Linked DNA regions of Hordeum vulgare: region 1 is linked to region 2. The links are chromatin contacts, called in public Hi-C maps. All regions are on one chromosome and are shown on one strand. Each heading gives the region's core, a stretch centred on a gene start, on an enhancer-like site or on the middle of the called end of the contact. The rest is flanking DNA. Distances are from core to core; before and after follow the strand shown.

Region 1 (4,628 bases), core at 1,677-4,176, 540 kb after region 2:
CCTTTGTGTCCAGAACCAAACTAGAGCAACTCTACATTGCGAGGTTTATCCTTTTGCTCTCAAATTTTGTGGACATGTTCAAGTACTATAATAATGCATCCACACAGAGTGGTGCATCAAGGAGACCATATCCACTTGTCCAAAGCCCCTCAAAATAACTTCTGCAGATTTCTAGAATTGGGACATTTTACGTTGTGAAGTTTTTCCAGTTGATCCCAAACTTTTTTGGCATGCTCTAATACTCAAATAATGCCACCAAACCAAGTGGTACATTAGTCGGAATTAATTTTTATGTATTTATCTAAAGAAAACCATCTCTGCGCATTTCTAGGGGTTACCATGTCTACATTGGAAACTCTCTCCAACAGATCTCAACTATGGTGTCCAACCACATTCTAACCTAACATAGGATCCTGTTAAATCTCAGGGCAAGTAGACTTTATTTTCTTTCCCAAAACAGCTTCAAACACCTTCTAGTGATTTGGTAAAAAACACCTTTTGCCCCTTCCATTAATCTCCTTGAGCTCAAACTTTTACGAGGCCTTCTCCTAGACATATTCTACCTCCAGTAAGAAACTCAGCTCCCAACTCAATAATTGTTGGGTAAAAACCCCATTTTCACCATTGGGCAGCCTCATCCTCACTACCTCTCATCTCTCCCTCTCCCTATTCTTGCTGCAGTCACCCTCACTAGTCCCTAGGCACTCATGGGCATATCTAGAACCTCCAAGACACAAGTGGACACACTTGGGCATGCCCAAGAACAAAATGGATGCCCTCGCATTCCAAAAGTCACTTCTAGAGCATTCTACAGTGTTGTGGCGCACTATAGGTGCCCTCATCCTGAGCCCCATCTGCTTCTCCAGCCCCTCCCGCTCACCATAGTCTCCCCTTTAATGTCTGCAGCACACCCTACAGTCGGCCCCCTCCTTCCCTTCTATCCATAGCCCGACCTCGCACACCCTCCGCCGCCACGGCTGGGCCAATGCCCAAGCCCACACACGCGCCCTCGTGTGACCCTGATGGCCGCGTGTGCCGCATAAGCATCTCTTGCACCCCAAAAATTGAATCATACTCTATAAATTAAAATATTTCATAGAATAGTTGTTTTAAAAAGTAAATTGCTTCATGGCTCTTTTCAAAGCCTCTTCCCGCAAACTTTCCTTTTCAAGTAGCATTTTGAAGATCATTTGGTGCTTGATTCATTGCTTGGGATCATTTTGAATCCTTTATTTAATTTAATGGGATATATTAAAATTTGGCCATGTTAGTCTAATTTTTAATTTATGGATTTCGGTTAATTTCTAAACCAGTCCTTGTCTCTAATTTATAAAATTTCTCCTCCAAGTAGAAGTTTCCAAAAATTATGATGGGACTTGAGTTCTTGCATCAAAACATTTCTTTTCTTTCCAGTGGAGATCCTTTTCATAAATATTTTGCCAAATTTCACTTGTTCAAAAATGGATTGTTAATTCCTTTAGGGGCCTCTTTTGCACTGCAACCCTTTGATAACTTCACTTAAAAATTACGCAAAATTAGGAGGTGTCAAGGAATGCATGAGACTCACTTTTATTTTAAAAAACATTGTTGTCCTTTGAAAATTTTGAGCAGCACAACCCCTTTTCTATTCTGGTCGAGTTTGATGTTTTGAACTACAACCCCATTTTAAATTTCTCAAATGCCCTTGGGATTTTTACTGCTGGTAGCTCAACCTACCATACCCTTAAGTCCATGAGTTGAGCCCCATTGGATTATTTTAAATGCATGAATTAGCAGCCTCAACTATGTGACCGGAAATGTTTTTCTCAGACAATAGCCTTAACAATTTTTATTTTTTTCAAATCTAATCCCACCATTCTTCTTAGTGTCTAAAGAGACATCACTCTGGAAAGTTTGGATGCGAGAAAACTCTTTTAGGTGCTTGTGGCATTTCAACAAACACCTATAGTGGATGTCTAGATCTGGCATGGTCTTTCTTTGCATTATGGAGTTGCTCCCCTACCGCAAAAACCTTGTCCAATAGCTTCGCCTTAACCCATAACCTAACCCTGTTGAGTTTGAGTAGCAGTGGAGACGGTTGGATATGCCAAACAATCTGTCGAACGGGTGTCGTGCGTGCTATGGGTGTGGCCAGAGCGCACATTTTGTGCATGCGCGCCCGAGCCGCCGCGCCCATGCCCTTGCCCTTTACCAGCTCACAGAGCCGCGCCACACCACGCCAAGGCCCGACCATTAGTTGACGCGCCTTGTGCCGCTCAGAACCACAGCAGTGCGGCAGGCGTGGTGGCTAGCCGGCGTTAGCTCTCCTGTTGCAGTGGCCGGCACCGCTCGAGCCTTCCCCGCACGCTAGCTGCCCCCTTGGAGCAACGCTGCCCTCGTCCTCGTTCTACACGTGCCAGTAGCGTTCCTCTACGCCCCTAGCATCGCTAGAGATGGTGGCCTTCAATCTTATCGTTGGCAGCCGCGGGAACCACCTCGGGCCGGCTATAAAAGGAGGCCCCGAACCCCTTGAGCAGCTAGCGCCCTCTCTAGACCCTCACACCTCTCCCTGTGACGCTAATTTAACCGGAGCCGCTCGCCCTGCTTGCCTCTGGCACAAGCGCCACCACCAGGCTGCGGCGAAATTCCGGCAGCCCCAAGCCCCTATTGTCTCCCCTTGGCCATTGCTACCCTTGCCAAGCTCCCTAGTATCCATTCCTTTTCCCAAATACATCTGTAGCAGCCCATGGTGGGGTTGCGAGAGCACCCGAGCCGCCGTCCGCCATGGACGAAAGTGCGCTCGCCTCTGAGCCCTACAATGATCTCCTTGCTGCCCAGAGGATGGGGCCCTCCCTCCTGAGCACGCTGGTGTGCTCAGCTCCAGGAATGGTGCCCCCTTGCACCGGCCATCACCGTCAGCATCCGTCCCCCTCTTTGTCCAGTGCGTGCGCGGGAGGAAGAAGAGGAATCCGACAGGCGTGCCCTGATGACGCCTTCCCCAGAAGTGTGTTTTCCTCCCAAGGAAGCGCATCCCTGTGAATGCGCTTTCATCTTTTGGTTTGCTTATTTCTGAGTGAAACATTTTCCTTTCTAATTCTTAAAAAAAACAGATTATGAGCAGATCTTTGACTCGCTGTAACTTTTAGTAGAAAAATCCAAATGAATTGATTGGTTTTCCTACCTCTCTCAAATTTCATCTAGTTTATTTTAAGATTTATGTCAAAAAAATCAAAAATCTTTTATTTTCTATTTTGCAATTGTGTGTTGAGTTGTATTGTATTCAAAATAGGAATTGGGAGAGAAGCAAATTATTTCAAGATCATTGGAGTGTACACCACCCTTCTTCACTCCAAAAGCAAGCATCTCAACTCAGATTGGTATTATGTTGTCTGATGTTTCCTATGATACATTGAAATGCGTGATTATGTTATGCTGATAACAACTCCCTCATGCTTCATATACCATGCTTCATATGTGATGCAGATAGTGAGTGAGTACTACCTCATGCTTCATATACCATGCTTCATATATCATGCTTCATATGTGATGCAGATAGTGAGTGAGTACTACCTCATGCTTCATATACCATGCTGGTCTTGACAACCTTGGAGGAAGGTTTGTCGTGGTAAATATGAGACCATGGGACTGAAATCTCGTGGGATGAGAGTGGTGACTGAGGGCGTATCGAGGTGTGATGGTGGTAACCCCGTGGTATATCATTCAAAAAAATTATGTGATGCTAACCCTTGCAGAAAAACTTAAACCTCCAAAGTCGACCCTAGATCGAGTCTTGTCAGTGTGCCACCTTACCCCTTCGTGATGCCATAGGCCTTTCCGAAAGGGAATATGGTTTAGTTGGTCATAAACCTATCATCACGTATACACCAAGTAGACGGGCCGAGATGAAGGTCTCCAAGGCACTGGAATAAAGCCAATCATCCGGTCAGGGGGCATGAGTGTTTTCAGTCTGGCATTGAGAGGGGAAGAGCTCTCCCCTTGTAGCACGCGGTAGAAATGTGATCCCATGCTATTCGAGGATGTTTTCATCCTCGTCTTATGGTTTTTCCATAGCAGCGTCGTCAAGGTGAATCCGGACCGTGTGTGGGTAAAAATGGGTGTGTGCTAGTTCTGAGTATTTACTTCTAATATATTGTACACAGGATTAGTCCGAGTGACTATTGAAACATGTGGGTTGTGAGTAAAGAGTACACCCTGTGCAGATTCAAAACTATTCAAGTAGCCATGTCCATGGTCACGGGCGACTGGTTCAAAGGCCAAGTGTCGGTCTTTGGTGGCATTAAATTAATCAGGATGATATCTACAAAACGGGATGATAACCATAACTATTGGAAATATTTTGCTATGGACAAACCATTCTTGGTATATGGATTGGTTAGGGTATCCTTGGGACGGTTCTACCTCCTTGATGCTCGCTGTAGTTATTATGATATAAGCACTTTATGTGGTGTCGCTTAGACGCCTGACTATGGGAATTGTGATTTTCTTCATATAAGCCTTTTTTGTGGTGTCACTTAGACGCCCGACTATGGCAACTGTGATTTCTTTCATGTAAGACCTTTATGTGGGGTCGCTCAGATGCGTGACTGTGGCACGCATGCTATTACTTATTCATTGTTATCTTCATATAA
Region 2 (4,610 bases), core at 1,215-3,714:
GTTCTACGATATCTTCGTGGCACAATCTCTCGTCGTCTCTTTTTTCCTCGTTCCAGTTCGTTACAGCTCCAAACCTATTCAGATGCTACGTGGGCTAGTGACCCTTCGGATCATCGTTCACTTTCTGCTTACTATGTTTTTCTTGGTGGTTCACTCATTGCCTGGAAGACGAAGAAACAGACTACAGTTTCTCGTTCGAGTGCAGAGGCCGAGTTGAGAGCTATGGCTCTTTTGACGGCAGAGGTGACTTGGTTACGATGGCTATTGGAGGACTTTGGTGTTTGTGTTACTACACCTACCACCCTCTTGTCCGACAGTACAGGTGTATCAGCATTGCGAGGGACCCTGTGAAGCATGAGCTTACCAAACATATTGGGGTTGATGCTTATTATGTGTGCTGTTGTGCAGGATCATGTTGTTGCTCTTCAGTATGTACCTTCCAAGTTACAGCTAGCGGACTTCTTCATGAAGGCACAGACTAGAGGGCAACATAGATTTCACCTTGCCAAACTCAGTGTTGTGGATCCACCATGAGTTTGACAGAGGGGTGTTAGAGTTATATTGATGATGGCCTTTGGCCTTTTGTATTCTTGCCTTTTGGCATCCTCATGTACATCATATATATGGTGGCTTTGGCCTCCTAGTAATAGAAGTTGCTATTCCTAACAACACAACAACAACAACAACAACAACAACAAAGCCTTTAGTCCCAAACAAGTTGGGGTTAGCTAGAGGCGAAACCCATAAGATCTCGCAACCAACTCATGGTTCTGGCATATGGATAGCAAGCTTCCATGCACCCCTGTCCATGGCTAGTACTCTGGTGATCCGATATGGCGCGTCGCTGAGAGGGTTGCGCCCTAACGAAATCTTTTGTGTTTCATCTCCATAGAGTGGCTGAGTTTTGACGTTGGCTCGCCAAGCCTATCACAACCCTCCTTTACCCAGGACTGGACCAGCTATGCTCTATCAGTGGAAAGTATGTAACTAATTTTCTGTAGGTGAGACCTGTAGTGGAACATCAATCTGATCATAGAATTTCTTATGCCAGATCAACTTGCTTTAGGGGTAATTGTCCCTAGTAGACTATTGATATGCTGCCATATCAGGGGTTATCTTACTAGCACTACTCATCTATGCACATCTAAAACAAGTGAAGGTCAGCAATAGATGGCTGCTGAACGGCAGCAACAAAGAGAATGGGGCGAATCAATGGCAACAGAAGATTCATGTCTTATACACTTGGTTCACATGCTTACCCAACGGAAGATTAGCAGGTCTAACATGTCATTCAAGTTAATCAAACAGTAAAAAGAAAGCTTGAGGCATCAAAATTAGGTATAGAATACAAACACACAAAGTTAGCATGAAGACTATGGTACATGATATACATAATCTATACTATTTAAGGTCACAAGAACTTGTAAGCCTAAATTTCTAGTTACATGCCAATACATCTAACGGTATCTTATTCGGCCGCTTGGAAAACTATTAGTAAGATGCAATATCCAGTAAGAGATAGAGACTCATCAAAATCAGGAGATCACCTCGCCCGCCTTCCAATCTGGCATCACTACAGCTTCTATCCAGGCCCGAAACTGTACCAATTCACCGGATTTGATATCATATTCAACTCAGAATCCCCAGTAGTTGATCAATCAAATCCTATAAAATAGAGACAATTAAGTTGAGTAATACAGTATGAATATTAGAGAAAGTGTAAAATATACCCGGGGAAATTCTATCTCCTATACTGCACATGCATAAACAGAGTGGATAGATAGAATTCGGAACTTCTCACCTTGCCAAATCAGACGATTTGGATTAGGGTTGGATCAAACCTGCAAAAACAATGAAAAATCCCTCAAAGTCTCCAGAAATGTTGACAAGAAAAATACTACTCAACTTGTAACCAAAACACCCCCGACGCCGGATCCGAATCTCAACACTCGACAAAGGTAAGATGGAGAATTTCTCTTCCAACAGAAAAGGAAGAGTGAAAGCCGATAAACAGCTAACCAAACCGGAAAGATGTAAGCACACGCGCGCACACACACAAAAAGAAACAAATCTGAGAATCAACAACGCACACAATATAAACTCGAGAGAAGCAGAAAACTGAACCAAAAAGAAAAACTCGTCGATAAAAAAGCCCAACCTGAATCCGAAACCAAACCAAGGCCAATCTGCAGAGGCTCCCTAATTCGCCTGTGGGAAAAAGAAAGAGGAATCCCCGTGTAGCTTGTGGACGTCTTGGCCGTAGAAAGAGGACGAAAGGCCTGTTTCGCACCTCCTCCGCCTCTAGAGCCTTCCGGGGGAAAAAATATTTTTCTTTTTTGAAGTAGAGAAAGGATGGGGCAGCAGCTAGCAGAGGATATGCAACCACGGCAGCAAGCGAGAAGGAAAACAAATTGGCAGGAATAATAAAATAGAGTAAATCAGGGAAGATTTTATATCTTATTTGCGGCTGGTATGGTGTGTGGTGCGTGGGCAGATTAACTAGCGGCTGGGAGCGCCTCGGAGGAGGGGCCCCTGCCGGTGTGGGAGTAGTGGACGACAGGCGCCGGCCACGATCCGATCACTTGCTCGCACCTCATTGGTTCAAAAACGCTGCCAGGTGGACCCCGCGTGTGGCACATTTCTTTTTCTGTTTTGGAAATACTGTTCGGCGGCACCGGTTATCGTTCATTTTTTTTACAAACTGGCGCTTGTAGCACACACTACGTCCCGCGAGTTGGGCCAGCCCATGAGCATGCGATCTATTCATATCCATCAAAACGATACAAAAAAAACATGACCAAACGATAGTTCGAAACTGTGACCTTATACCTTCAGGCCGAACAAAGCCCACCACTACCCCACCAAAACTAGAGCTTTAAACCATGTTGCCGTGTTTTTGTTTGTTCTCTCAGTCGCAGGAATCCTTCAGTTTTATTTGGGTTTTCTTTCAAACCGGATTTTCCAAGTTCGCTCGACAATTCCACGACGGTTTTATTCTCGTTTTATTTTTCATTTTCAACTTTTTTATTGCGTGATTTTTCTAGAAATTCATATTTTTATTCAAGATTGATTATTTTCTTTTTAAAAAATAGACAAACTTATTTATAAAGCAATTAACTTTTTTCAAATGTGACGAATTGTTTTTTCAAATTCATTTTTCTTGAATTTCTAAACTTTTTTCAATTTGATGAACTTTTTCTCAAATTCTATGAACTTTTTCTCAAATTATATGAACTTTTTTAAAATTTGATGAACTTTTTTTCAAATTCCATGAACTTTTTCTCGAATTCTATGAACTTTTTCCAAATACGATGAACTTTTTTCAAACTCAATGAACTTTTTCAAATTTGGTAAACTTTTTTGCAAGTTAATGAACTTTTTTTTTAAATCGATGAACTTTTTTCAACCTCGTGATTCTTTCCTTTTAAATTGATATACTGTTTTTTAATTTGTGAACTTTCTTCAAACTCATTGTATTTTTTCAAAATTGATAGATATTTTAAACTAACTGTTTTTTCTAAATTCTTGAACTTTTTTCTCATGTTAGTGAAGTTTTTAAAATTTTACAAACTTTTTGAAATATGCGAGTTCGATTCAAATAGCACGGGTGCAAGTGTTCTTAAAGATTGTGCACTAGTAATTCTCACAAGCACTTAGATGGTGTGGTGGTTGCCTACCTCTTACATTTGGGATGTGGCGTGAGTTCGATCCCCTTAGCCACCCCTTTTTTTGGTAGATTTTCGCGCTACAGTGTGCTAGAGTGTTCATGGGCTGGCCTAATAGGATGTCGTTGCAAGCACCGGTTTAGGATGTTGTTGCGAGCACCGGTTCACTTTAACGACGCTTAAAGCGCAGAATAGGAGGTGACCGAGGCACACGCGAGGCCACAACCTTGTTTTTCTTTATATATGTTTTCACATTTTTTGTTTTTTTCCTTTATTTTTAGTTTTATATATACTATCAAATATTCTAAGTATGTATATTACACAAAATATATATTAAAAATGTTAATCAAGCATTTTTTACATGATAATATGTGCCTTATTCATATCATAAAGATCAAAGTACAAGTCACGTAACGATCGACATGACAAAGCTGAAAAGATAGCACAACATCTCTCAGCTTATGACCAACTATCGTCATCTGCCTCCGGCACCACCACAGCAACCACCGAAGAAAAGAATGACGAATCACATCCTCATCTGAACTCGACGCCACTCCTTAGTTGACATGCAGCTTTGTGGACCTCCAAGATAACGCACCAAAACTGAAGCGCTTATTGTTGAACTAATCAGACCGGGGCAACACCCCGGACACGCCATCGAATTTCGGATGTGGCACCTCACCACGAGTAAGACGTCGAAGGATAAAAACCATACCCGTCATCCATGAACCATGAACCCAACACATGGTTCCTCTTCTAGATATCGTCGATACATACAGCAATCTGCATCCACTCCTAGACTATCTCCCAAGCTCCGCACCGACGATGGAGCAAACATCGTCGCAACGGCGAAGCCCTAGGACACATGTCCACCATGAGGATACCTGTAACGACTAAGATGCGGTCCTTTCCGATTTGGGGATCGAGGCCCCGAATTGGAAAGAA

The links. Hi-C and Micro-C count contacts between places; a contact is called where the count stands out from the background.
Region 1: a Hi-C map of seedling shows a contact between it and region 2, with 4 times the contacts expected there. The contact joins the enhancer-like site here to the promoter of LOC123448542 in region 2. A contact is called at or near these places in 2 of 6 Hi-C or Micro-C datasets (leaf and seedling) and 1 of 1 datasets of contacts at active chromatin or transcription factors (embryo).

The regions. Positions count from the first base shown.
Region 1 is chr4H:306,554,540-306,559,167 of MorexV3_pseudomolecules_assembly, forward strand. No RefSeq gene overlaps it. Among protein-coding and RNA genes, the nearest start is that of LOC123446437, 49 kb to the right of the region's middle. Within about 2 kb of position 2,927, at least 3 of the 3 cell types and tissues checked have open chromatin away from gene starts, as enhancers often do. A contact at or near this core is called in leaf and seedling, where this site is marked.
Region 2 is chr4H:306,011,388-306,015,997 of MorexV3_pseudomolecules_assembly, forward strand. LOC123448542 (protein LNK1-like) reads right to left here and starts at 2,465. Exons shown (of 12, transcript XM_045125484.1): 1 at 2,159-2,465; 2 at 1,802-1,841; 3 at 1,548-1,665. The coding sequence starts at 1,571.